2 separate regions of the Mus musculus genome follow, and region 2 is linked to region 1. The links are chromatin contacts, called in public HiChIP or PLAC-seq maps. All regions are on one chromosome and are shown on one strand. The core of a region is the stretch at or near the end of the contact, and the rest is flanking DNA. Distances in the headings are between cores, read along the strand shown. Region 1 has its middle 71 kb from the start of St18. Region 2 overlaps St18 (suppression of tumorigenicity 18).

Region 1 (3,619 bases), core at 48-2,547:
TTAAACAACTTTTGATCCCTGATTCTCTATTGAACCTAATTTTCACATTCTTCTTTCTCTAGCATTATGTTATTATGCCCCACTATGGTCACAGTGTTAAAACAAACATAAGGCCAGGAAGCAAAAGAATTTGTCTGATAAGTTTGTTTTTTTATTTCCCAGATCGACATAGCGGTGAGTGGGAAAGTTATGCTCCAAATAGAGAGATACCATCATAGATAGATGCTTGCTGCCATGGCTCAACAGCATGCAGCTGCTCCCCTGTTCTGCTTGTCCTAAGCTACGGAAGTCAGATGGGAGGCAGAATGTACTAGGAGGCCGGCTGGCTTCACAAGAACAGGAAGGCAGGCTGAGCTACGCTGAAGGGGCAGACAGCCTGTGTCATCCAAGTCGAGCATAGACAAACTGTTTTTCTATGAGAAATGTTAATACACCAGAACTCACCTTCCTTAGTTCACAAAGAAAATAAAATCCTGTTTCATTTAAACTTCAAAATTGTACCCTATATTCCCTTTGCTTTTTAGTATTTGATCTTTATATAGATGGACTATAACTATTCCATTTTTAAAGGGAAAAGTCAGAGATATGTCAGAGAGAGGGAAATGAAATTTTGCATCAGGTGAAATTTCTGCAGATATTTCAGAAGGATTCATAATTCTATGGCTGTGTACAAATGATCCATTTTGTTAATCTGAATTTCGAGGGTCATTAAAATTTTTTTCTTCTCTGTGGAGTAGTTTATTACTTAGAGAGAGGCACAGAAGCCAGTTTAAAACCAAGTAAGGGAAGAAAGCTGACAAAAACATAAATTAGAGGAAGAACTTAATTTAAAAAGTGTCAAAAAGGATAGATAGTCTTAGTTCAATAATAAAGCCTGGTTCAAGAGCCTTCTATCTTTAAATAAAGCATTCAAGAACTCTATTACCTGTATACAACCAATCTTTGATTTCTAATCTAAGTCTATTTTTGCTTCTTGTGATTAGCATACAAATGTGAAAAAAGAAAAAAAAGTGGTTACATGCATGACGATTAGGACATGCCTTTGCTTTAATGTCAGTGGTCTGTCAGGCTGGAGGTAAGGAAATGAATTGCTGCTTTGAAGGCTTTGCTGTGGTAAATTTTTTTCTGAAAATGACTCCTATCCATCTCCTTTTATTTTCACCCTAAGTTCATCATGCAAACTGCAAGCCTATAAGCATATATTTGTTTTCAATGAGACAAAGCACAATAGCACATAGCACCTGGGCAGTCTGTGTAAACAGTGCTGTGGTTTGTTTTGCTCTCCAGTAGTGCCATCCTTTCGACCAGCCAGGGCTATGAAATGCGAGGCTCCAGTCAGAAACAACAGATGCAATATGTTGAAGCACATCTAGTTCTAGTGCCTGACTCAATGCACAAGAAGAGCTGAGGCTGAAGAATTGTGCCAGGAGTAAGTGTGTGGCAAGATACCACCTGTCCTGTGTCCTATATGAAAACAGTACCCTATTTACTTTTGTATGAACAGAGACTATAAATTCTCTGATAATACTGTTCAGAAGGAACATATGCCAACACCTGCCTACTAGCATTTCCTTTTAGTCTCTTCCAAAGTTTTTGAAGGCTCAGTACTCAGACTTGTGTCTTCAGGTCTGAGCTATGTGAAGACTGCAAGTTGCTGGGGACTTTGTCCCATAGGAAAAGGCCTTGCAGAAACAGAGTAGATAGCAACGTTTGTGGCTGCTGACGGATGGCCCCATTTACATCAAAGGCAGTTATTATGCATGAAACCGCTCAAGCATCATTTGTTTCAGGGAATTCAACCAGTCAATTTTTCAGTTCCTTTCTTGTTCAGGGTCAGAAGCAAATGAAGGATCTCAGGTTGTTTTCATTTTAGGTCAGTGATGCTTCCCAACTTAATTATAGCAAATTTGTTTCAAGAGTTTCCCACCTACCAACTAAACCAAAAATGTCCTTTCCTTGTGTTTTAGAGGCCACAGCAAAGTGTTAACAAGGCTAGAGTCCAAAAGACATTATATGTGAACCCAGCTTATCAAATAACCTGTACTGAAACTCACAAGGCAATTGAAGTTGTAAGCCGCTGACCATGAGCAGGAAGAAGTAGGAATAATGTGAAGATACATAAGGTGCTTGAAATTCCACTTGAGGGTCAAATGGCACTAATCTGGAGCCAACGAATAATTTCCCCCACTTAGAAACAGGTTTCAGATTCATCCCAGAAAAAGAAATAACTGAAGTCTCTTTGGGGCACCCACCAGTGCTTACTAGCTTTTGTGCAATGTAATACAGTTTAACAATGGTACACTATTTGTAAATAGTATATTATTTAATCATTAGAATAACAATGGGAGGAACACATTATCCTGCTTATCATTGAGAAAACTGAGCATTCACCAAAATTAATTAAATTTCCTGGACAAATTAAGACAAGAATGTACAACAAAATGGGGATGTGGGACTTACTTTCCATGTAAAGAGGTCTGCAAGAGTCATATTGTGTTTAGAGAAATGGGCAGGCAAAGCGATGAGTGTTATGCTGTATGCTGACTTGTGGACAGAAACTGGGCAAGGATACTCAACTTTTATAGTTGGGGTGGGGACAGAAAAAAGCCAGTTCACTTGAAACTGCAGGCTAAGAATATCCTAACACTAAGCATGTTTTTCTAAGTCACCCATCACAATGCCACATGCTGTGTGTTTGCTAAATCACTCTGGTTTCATTCCCTTCTCTCTCGCTGTTGTAGTTAGAATGAGAGGAAGGAGGCTCATATACTTGAATGCTTGATTTCTAGTTAGTAAACTGTTTCAAGAGAGTTTGGACCTGTGATCCTGTTGAAGGAGATGTATTACTTGAGGTGGGCTTTGAGTTTTCAAAAGCCCATGCCAGACCCATTCTCTTTCTCTGGCTTTTTCCTGCAGATCAGGATATGAGATCTCTGCTACTGTTCCAGTGCCATGCTTACCTGCCTGCTGCCATGTTCACATGGCATGATGGTTATGAACTAACCCTCTAAAACTGTAAGCAAGCTCCAAATTGAATGCTTTCTTTCAAAGTTTTAAAGTTGTGGTATCTTTTCATAGCTACTTCCTTTTAGGTCTGCCATTAGTCCAGTTCTGGACCATACATGAAATAGGGACTCCTGTATTACCCAGTACCCCTGTTCCTTGCCAACTCCTTATCATCTCTTTTTAAAAGTTATGAAATAAAGAATCAAAACACTTCGTAATGTTGTATAATGAGGCTTCTGCTCCAAAACATACCAGGGAAATCTGTTTAGACATTTTAGCATCTGTACACATGGGATTTTAAGGTACAGAAGTAAAGCATATAATTGCTAGGTTCTATTAAATTCCAATGTTCTACAGTAAGGGTTGAAACTGTCATATGACAATATTTAACTTGCTGAGTTCTATATGCCTATTTGCTCGTAGAAGAGAAGCCAGAATAACTTCATTATATACAGATCTCAGATCTGAGACTTTCATCCTTTATTTGAAAGGAGATTGAATTGATTGACAGCCTAATTTCTAAACATTAGTGTATTGGTATTACAAAACCAAGGCTTTGTGTTTGTTTGTTTGTTTGTTTGTGGAATCAGTAACTGTGGATGAGTCCCATCAT
Region 2 (3,472 bases), core at 201-2,700, 200 kb after region 1:
CTGCAATTCATGGAAAGTCTTGTTAAAAGTATAAATCTGGAGGTATCTAACACTTAGAATGCAAGGGCAGGGCTGCAGTTTGGGATGGAGGCATCCCTTGGCACTTACATCTAGCTTCAGGTTTCCCCCAGAGACCTTTTAAAGGCCTCTAACTCTGCTTCTTATGTCATTACCTCTGCTGTAGATAACATCTATGGAGAGCAACTTGAAGACCATAGAGGAGGAGAACAAGCTTATAGAACAGAGCAATGAGAGTCTGCTGAAGGAGCTGGCAGGGCTTAGCCAGGCTCTCATCTCCAGCCTTGCTGACATCCAACTTCCACAGATGGTAAGACCAAGAGCAAGGCTCTGCTACCCCATCATCTACCTCAATGTCTTTGTTCCATTACCCTGTGGCTGAACTATTGACAGTCACCTACCCCTGATTCATTTTCATGCTTAATGCTTTCGCAATCTAAGAACACGGTAGATATGCATATTCAGATAATTCAAGGCCAGTGGCATTCCAAAAGGCCAGGACTCTTTAAGGATGAAGGTTTACTTAAAGCTATCTTATAAAGTTATTTGAAAGCTGGATGCCAGAGCTCACTCACTGTAAATATGTTTTCAAACAGTTGATTCTATACATCCCTCAGCATCATCTACTCAACTCATGAACTATAACACTCCCAATAATCTCATTGTAATATTCAACTTCTTTTCATGGAACATAGAATGCATGTGTGTGACCAAGGCATCCGTATTCCTATTCCTATCCCTTATCTCTTATCCCTTACCCCTTATTCATAAGTATGCAACTATTTAGAATTCACAAAAAGTTTATTCTACATTTTCACAAATGTAAATCAGTCTTTGGAGTTGGAGATGCATTGCTGGGAGCTATATTGGTGATGCTGTTAATTTCCTCAGCTCAGTACAATCCCTGCCATTCCAACATAGGACTGTTAAAGAACCACTTGGCAAAAGCTTCATCCTCCTAGCATACTTTCCACAGACAGCTGGTTTTATACTGAAAAGTGCAAATGAGACCCAGACTCTTCCCAAGAAAAGACATATAGTTTGGACACCTCTAGCTCAGCATTTATTATGTGGTTCCAGATTGATCCCCAATACTATTCAATTGCATTCCATTAATGCCATGAGTTAAGAGTATACAGATAGTACACACACACACACACACACACACACACACACACACACACATTTTCTGTCCTATCCCAAACTGCCACAGTCCTATAAACCCTTCTTTTCCTACTTATATAAGTTGGCAACATTTGTCACTATCTCCTGATCTTCCTTGGGGCAGCTGAACCTCTGTGATTGGTTTCCTTGTGTCTCCATCAGGGGCCTATCAATGAGCAGAATTTTGAAGCATATGTAAATACTCTCACAGACATGTACAGCAATCTGGAACAGGACTATTCCCCAGAATGCAAAGCTCTACTGGAAAGCATCAAGCAGGCGGTGAAGGGCATCCATGTGTAGAACGACAGTATGCAGGAAACAGAGGTCACTACGGCCATGAACTCCCACAAATCTGCAGGGGCCTAATACCCCTGGAGCCCAGAGGCTGTCCCTGTGTTTATAATTGCAACATTGCACTAATTTTTCCCCAGCTGACATAAAAAGGAAAGAAAAACTATGATAAACTCTTTGGATTAAAAGCAATGCAGTCAATTATTAAACTCGTTTATTTTCATATCTTTTTCTTTTCTTTCTTCATTGCACTCTTTATTTTGTAAAGTATATGTAAAAATAAATGTGACATTTTATATTTTATTTATTACTAATCAAAGAGTTTTTTATCTTTTAACTGCATTTTGAAGTCTACTATATTTTTACAGGTGTGTTTATTAATTTATCTTCTAATAGGATTTAAATAGAAATGCTGTTCTCAAATCACATATCTTTCTGGATTTAAATGAGAAAAACAAAACAAAAGAAATGTATGAAGGAAATCCTGATGTCAGGACTACACTGTGGTCAAGCTTGGTTTCTACTGTGCACTTCCATTTCTCCTTTACTGGTTTTGTTTTTATAAATGGCTTTTGGTAATGTGAGCTGTGAAGGATTATGAAGATAAATGGCGCCCACTAGTGGGAAATCCACACTCACAAAAGCACAGGATGTTAGCAAACAGCGCACTCAGAACTTGATAGCAATAATTAAATAAAATAGTCAGCATAGTATTCCACATGGCTGCAGAGATTTAATTAATATGAATTATTTATTTAGACTGCTTAAAGCATACATTTTAAGTGAATCAGATTTGTCTTCTTGTTTTTCAAGTCATATTGGCTAGTTGGCAACCCTTTCCCAAAATGAGAAATAAGCTTTGATGGGACCAGCTTGGCTTTTCCTGCTACACGTTAGTACAATATACAAGTGACAATGTTGGTGTAGATTTGTACTTACAACTACAGACACATCCAAATGGAAATTGTGTAGATACCGTATCCCCTGAAATAGCATTTATCTTACTGGGTTGACTGGAATAGAATGCAAAACAGAAGGCCTGAAAAAAAAAATGCTATTCCAAGCTAAGTGGTTACCTTGAATATTGGCAGCATTGGTCTTTGCTTCCCTAATAAATAAGGCAGTTTCAATTTGATAAAACTCTTGAACTTCAAGTGACACAAAGGATGTTACACACACACACATACATGTACACACATGCACATACACACACATACAGACACATGCACACACACACACACACACACAACAGCACAGTCTACACACATATATGCACTCACACTCATCCACACGTGAAATTCAACCTGCAATCTCAACTGGATCAGAGTTTAGAAGTTGCTGTAGTAAAGGCAATGTCTATTTCAGGGACTGTAAAGTAGTTAAGCATTGTTTCAAAAGTTTTTTTATATTTATTTTTTTTAAGGAAAAGGTATAGACAACCAGCTAAACTGCCTTTTTGGTGTGCACACACATTTCATGTGCAGATGTGCCTCTATGTAAAAGTACACATGAACTTTAGTGTGGGCTTAATTTTCTGTGCTATAATAAAAGTGTTTATTTTTTATTAGCCTCATGAATATTTAGATTTAGTGTGATGGCATTCACAGGCTTGAATTCACTGTTACTACTGTTACATGCTCTGATACATGAGAAGTGGTATAGTCACTCCACTCTCGTGGAACCGTGGATATTGTTATGCATCACGTGGCGCTTATCTTTGGCTTGGGGTTCATTTGAACTCTTGAATCTTAGTTTAGTGAAAATGAGATGTCTGTTCTTAGGTAGGAAAGGTGTTTATTTAAAGCTCAATTTTAAAATAAGCAGCTACTGCGAGTAGTGTCTACTATAAATGGGACACAAAGTTTCCTATTAAAGTATGTCTTTGAACATTTTGCTACACAATACTTCAAAGAAGCACACAAATGGGCTCACTTATTACAAAGACAGAAGTTTACTTTGCTAAATATTTTAACAAGTTTGTTATATATTTTATTTA

The links. HiChIP or PLAC-seq counts read pairs in DNA pulled down with a chosen protein or histone mark.
Region 2: a contact with region 1 is called in an SMC1A HiChIP or PLAC-seq map of large pre-B cells, with 4 times the contacts expected there. The contact joins two enhancer-like sites. A contact is called at or near these places in 1 of 15 datasets of contacts at CTCF or cohesin (large pre-B cells), 1 of 484 Hi-C or Micro-C datasets (cerebellum) and 1 of 115 datasets of contacts at active chromatin or transcription factors (large pre-B cells).

What each region holds. Positions count from the first base shown.
Region 1 is chr1:6,657,049-6,660,667 of GRCm38.p6, forward strand. It overlaps a transcript of St18 not described here. Among named protein-coding and RNA genes, the nearest start is that of St18, 71 kb to the right of the region's middle. Within about 2 kb of position 1,298, at least 16 of the 459 cell types and tissues checked have an H3K27ac peak or open chromatin away from gene starts, as enhancers often do.
Region 2 is chr1:6,857,116-6,860,587 of GRCm38.p6, forward strand. St18 (suppression of tumorigenicity 18) reads left to right here. Exons shown (of 22, transcript NM_173868.2): 21 at 185-328; 22 at 1,345-3,472. The coding sequence ends at 1,485. Among named protein-coding and RNA genes, the nearest start is that of St18, 130 kb to the left of the region's middle. Within about 2 kb of position 1,451, at least 3 of the 459 cell types and tissues checked have an H3K27ac peak or open chromatin away from gene starts, as enhancers often do.